2 separate regions of the Triticum aestivum genome follow, and region 1 is linked to region 2. A link is a contact called in public Hi-C data. All regions are on one chromosome and are shown on one strand. The core of a region is the stretch at or near the end of the contact, and the rest is flanking DNA. Distances in the headings are between cores, read along the strand shown. Region 1 holds the start of LOC123137502 (long-chain-alcohol oxidase FAO2). Region 2 has its middle 130 kb from the start of LOC123137499.

Evidence for each region. Hi-C and Micro-C count contacts between places; a contact is called where the count stands out from the background.
Region 1: a Hi-C map of leaf shows a contact between it and region 2, with 2.7 times the contacts expected there. The contact joins the promoter of LOC123137502 here to the enhancer-like site in region 2. A contact is called at or near these places in 2 of 5 Hi-C or Micro-C datasets (both in leaf).

The regions. Positions count from the first base shown.
Region 1 is chr6B:468,015,556-468,018,255 of IWGSC CS RefSeq v2.1, reverse strand. LOC123137502 (long-chain-alcohol oxidase FAO2) reads left to right here and starts at 1,424. Exons shown (of 3, transcript XM_044557290.1): 1 at 1,424-1,848; 2 at 1,956-2,228. The coding sequence starts at 1,618.
Region 2 is chr6B:467,583,415-467,586,114 of IWGSC CS RefSeq v2.1, reverse strand. No RefSeq gene overlaps it. Among protein-coding and RNA genes, the nearest start is that of LOC123137499, 130 kb to the right of the region's middle. Within about 2 kb of position 1,259, at least 2 of the 8 cell types and tissues checked have an H3K27ac peak or open chromatin away from gene starts, as enhancers often do. A contact at or near this core is called in leaf, where this site is marked.

The DNA of each region.
Region 1 (2,700 bases), core at 175-2,674, 430 kb before region 2:
ATGATGTGGTGCTAGTTGACGATAGAGTTATGGGGACAAACCTTAGAATCAAAAGTGTTTAGGCTTAGTAGAACTACAACCGAGTACATGATGTGCGGTTTCAGTACTACTAGGTGTGAAGAGGAGGAGGTTAGGCTTGATGGGCAAGCGGTACCTCAGAAGGACACCTTTCAATATTTGGGGTCAGTGCTGCAGGAGGATTGGGGTATTGATGAAGATGTGAATCATCGAATCAAAACTGGATGGATGAAGTGGCGCCAAGTTTCTGTCATTCTTTGTGACAAGAGGGTGCCACAAAAGTTAAAAGGCAAGTTCCACATGACGGTTGTTCGACTCACAATGTTGTATGTTGCTAAGTGCTGGCCGACTAAAAAGCGACATGTTCAACAGTTACGTGTGGCAGATATGTGTATGTTGAGATAGATGTGTGGCCACACGAGGAAGGATCGAGTCCGGAATGATGATATACGAGATAGAGTTGGGGTAGCACCAATTGAAGAGAAGTTTGTTCAACATTGTCTGAGATGTTTTGGGCATATTCAGCGTAAGCCTCCAAAAATTTCAATACATAGCGGATGACCAAAGCATGCGGAGAATGTCAAGAGAGGTCAGGGTAGACCGATGAAATGAGAGGAGTTCGTTAAGAAAGACCGGAAGATTAAAATATCACCAAAGAACTAGCTATGAATAAGGGTGCGTGGCGGCTATCTATCTATGCGTGCCACGAGATTTTATGGGTTTCATCTTTAGTCTATCTCAATTTGTTTGAAACTAAAAGGTTTTATTGTTGTCGTTGTTGTTTGTAGGGAGTACAAGATTGTGTCGTACTGTAAAATAGCTACCCCGTCCTTGGTAGGTACCGTCAGGCTAGTCATCTGCACAGAGCCATAGAACAAGAAGTACTTGACGTCATGATCGCCCTTAGGAGAATGTCCTTTTTCCGGGGTACCAGAAGGTAAGCTCGGTATGAAGTCAATTGGATCGGCACTCTCCGTTTTTGCTGTTGCAACGTACGTGCTTGGTACGCCGAGCATCCATCCGTCTCCTCCAGATTCTCCAAGCAAAATGTTTTAGGTCCACAGTCACGAGGTTGCAGCTCGCATCATCCATCCAAACCGAGCCCGCCTGAGGGGACAGAACACGCGCGCGGTTGAGCCGTTGCGCCGGCCGCGCACCATGCATGTGGTGTCCCGCGCGCGACGACACAGCAGGCTGCCGTCCCGCGGCACGTAACCCTTCAGCAGCCGTCCAGCCGACGAGCTGTGCGCCGTTCTAGATTCACTTCAGTTCAGGCAGTTACCCTGCACCTCCGGTTCAGTTAAACAGATGAGAAGATCATACAGTAAAAAAAAGAAAAAGATGAGACAGTGGAGTATAAAAGAAAACAGCTGTACCTGGATGGTTCCGAAATTTCGCAATCCTTCCGCGCTCCGCGGGGCCCGGGAAGCAGCGGACGGACGTTGCCGCCCATCCATCGTCCATATCCCATCCGTCCAATGTTAAAGCCTCGGTACCTCCACGGTCCACACTCCGCTTGTCCATTACCTCGCACCTCGCCGCTACCCACCCACGCTCCATCATCCCCCTGTGAGTCTGTGACGACATCAGAAAGGCGACATGGAAGAGGACAAGAAGCAGAGAAGGCAGGGCCATCCCCTCCTGCGGGGAGGAGGTGCGAGGAAGGAGCCCTACACGCACGGCTTCTCCGCCACCCAGATGATGGCGCTCACCGCCGTGTGCGGCGCGCTGGTCCCGTCGCTGCCGCCCGACGGCCACCACCTGGCCGCCGACAAGGCCGTCCGGGACTTCTTCCTCGCATCCGCCGCCGACCCGCCCGTCCCGGACGAGGTTAGTAGCACACACACCTGCGACTAGCTACGATACGACGGCGTGTCTTGACGACCTGCGTTTTGTTACCAACCGGCGGCTGACTCTGTACGCACATGCGCGCTCAGGTCGCGCAGCTGATGTCGGCAATGTGTCTCCGGGAGGCGCTGACGCTGGTGCGGACGGTGCTGTGGCTGCTGGGCACGCGGCTGGGGACGCTCGCGCTGTGCGGCGCGCGGTGCCTATCGTGGAGCTCCCCGTTCGTGCAGCGGTTCGCGGAGATGCCGGTGGACCGGCGGGAGGACGCGCTGCGCCGGTGGAGCCGGGAGACCATGCTCCCGCCTCTGCGCCTCTTCTTCCTCCTCGTCAAGGTCTTTTGCCTCTACGTCTTCTACTCCTGGGTAAGCAGAGCACGCACGCCTACTGACTGGGTACTTTTGTAGCACTACTACTATGTCCAGTTTGCAAATGGAAACATTAGCTAGCTTCTCGCGTGCATTGCAGCGGCAGGCGGCAGCGTGTATACGAGTATATTTGTGGTGGTGCTGTAGTGTACGATCTTGCTGTTGGCCATGGCGCCTCTGAGCGCGCGCGGCACAGCGCAATAATGGACGCATGCATGCACGCTGTGTAGCAGCCAGTGTACCACCGCTTTCATGAGAGTCTGACGAAAGGCCACGTACTCTTTGTGGACATCGGGAGGTTCGTCAGTAATCATTTTACTCGTTGGGCCGAACGTGTGAATTTTAGGCTTACAGCGCGACGGATCCCATGCCCTACGAATCACCGCCGCAGCGCTGCTTTTTTCTTCGGAGTATAGGGAGTTTTTATTACAAGTTCACAGTGTTATTACAATTAAAAGGCCATAAGTCC
Region 2 (2,700 bases), core at 10-2,509:
GTTCGCCCCTCTCTCTTCCTACCATCAGTTTTGATCTTCTCAGCAGCTTCCCATTGCATTTGGGGTCAATTGATAGAACCACAAGTATTCCAAGGTGAAGCCTTTCGTAATCGAACAATCACAATTCTCAAATTTCACATAAAACAGTTTCAGACGGATAATAAGCTTGACCGAGTTATATCTGGCGAGATTTGACTCCAACAATCGATCACGAAAAACTGGCAATTAGATCAGCTAGACACTAATTCTCTGGATCATGGGTGTCTGTCAATTCGATCACCAGAACAATAAACCAAGAAAACAAGAAAAGCGGACCGCATCGATCTTAAGCAACAACATGGAATTCTCGTCATGTACACAATAAAATCTGTACAGATCAGCCGATCAATCATTTTCGAGGCTACAAAATTTTACTCCGTCGATGATGGATCGGTCACAGATAGAATCTGCGTTCTTCATGGGCAGCTCGATCAACTACGCTACATATGGTGTTGGATGCCGACCAATTTGATCACCACACCAAGAAACCAATAAAACACGCGCAAACCGGACGCTAGCCGCGGGCGTGTCGATCCTAAGCAACAGCGTGCCAGGGCCTAAAGCACCCGGTAAGGTGAGGAAGACTGAAGTGATGATGGTGGTGGTGACGGTGCCGTTCTTGGGCCCTCGCCGCGTCGACCGCCTTCTGGAACCGCTCGATGCCGCAGGGGACGACGATGGCGCCTTCGTGCGCGTACCCGTACTTGTCCCGCGCCTCCCCGAGCAGCTCCAGGATCAGGGGGTGCCCGAGCAGCGCCACCGGCACCGCGAACCGCCGCGGCGCCTCGCCCTCCTCCTCCGCCCCCACCCAGAACGTCGCGCATCCCTTGGTGACCGGCGCCGGCGCCTCCGCGTCCGCAGCGTCGTGGCGGGAGGCGGTCCCCGCGAGGAGGTGGCCGCGCGCTTCTTCTTGGAGCCGCTTCATCGATCGAAGCCTTCCTTCCTGGTTCTTGCTCGCCGTCGAACGCGGTGGCGAACCCCGGATGACTCGACTCCGGGATCGATCAATCGATAGCAGGACTCCTCTCTTCTCTTCCGGTTTGAGTTGTGGTGTAGCGGACGATCGATTTATATAGTAGTCGGCCAGGCGTTGAATTGGTGATGGCTGATGCCAGTGGCGGCACGGACGCGCTTTTGGTTTACTTCTTGACGAATCAGTCGTCACGGCGGAGGTCGTCGGTGCGTCGGTACCCACTCGGATCACGTCGCGCCCACGCTACTCCCGCGGGATTAATCTGGACCGTTCTTGGCACCCTTCCGGAACACGTCCGGCCTATGATCTGTCTTCACTACCTCGATCTTCCGTATCAGTTTCTCCTTGGTACCGGGTCTTGGGTACACATCATCTTATTTACTCTTTATTAACACACAAGTAACTCCTAGCAAGCTTAAAAAAAAATAACTCCTAGCGAACACGGGTTGGATAGTTAGGAAGACAGTATACCCAGCCTACCCGAGTTCAAGTAATAGACTTTGGCATTGGTGCTCGTATTTTTCTGAATTTATTTCAGTCTTTTTCGGCGATGTGCGTTCAGTGGGAGGAGACGTTCCTGTCGTTGACGAAGACGTGGAGACGCTCATAGCGGTAGGTTGTGCGTGCGTGCGTTCATAAAAATGAGTTATATGTGCGTATGTATAAGCGTTTGAGTCTGTACTATGTTAAAATAACAACAACTACTACCCCTTAGTTACTAAATACAAGTCTTTTTAGAGATCCCTCTTTGGAAGCGTTGTCACGACCGATGTTTGTGCCCCTCTACGAGCATCATCAGGGGAAACCTTAGGTCCGGTTATCTGGATCGGACGGCGACGGCGTCTCGGCGTCGTTCTCCTTCGTGAAGGCGCTGTCTTAGTTGCTCGTAGCGTCCTTGGTTCTGGATCTGAAGATGTTGGTTAGGGCTACTTCCCAGGATGGCGAACTTAGCTGTGTTTTTTTATTTGGGCTAAGCATCTCATGTCTCCCTGCTCCGGGTACCATGTTCACGCCTTGTGTTCGTGTCATTTGTTGTACCACTTCTTGTACTCGTTCTTACTCCTTCTATCAATGAAATGCTACGCAAGCTTTGTGTATTCACGAAAAAAGTCTTTTTAGAGATTCCAATATGAACTACAGACGAAGCAAAATGAATGAATATACACTCTAAAATATATCTATATCTATACCTACTAATAAAAGAAATAGCTATTCTTAGTGCGTCATGCTATTTTATAGAAAAAACCCTCATGTTTCTGACATTAAACCCGCATTACATATAAAATGTTTTAAAAAATACTCATATCTTTTAAAATGTTACTCCAAATTTAACATGTTATATATGGAATTTGATTAGAAAAATATATAGAATCTGACTATGATGTTATTTTACGTGTTAACCATTTAAGAGAAAACTATCTAGGGTGCAATCTTAATCAACAGTGCATTATCTGTCTTTCTTTCATATCGGTACTGATCTTGATTGTGAATGAACATCTCAACAAAATCAGGATTGGAGACGAAATTGAAGATCACTTGCCCGTTTCTTCTTACGTATTAAATCTACATGCAGGCCATGTTTAAATATAAGACATGTGGAATCTTGAACTTTCGCTTTTGTAGGCAAAGACCATCTTTGTTTGGGCCGTAGCCACAAATACTCAGATTATAGACCATTTTTTGTAAAT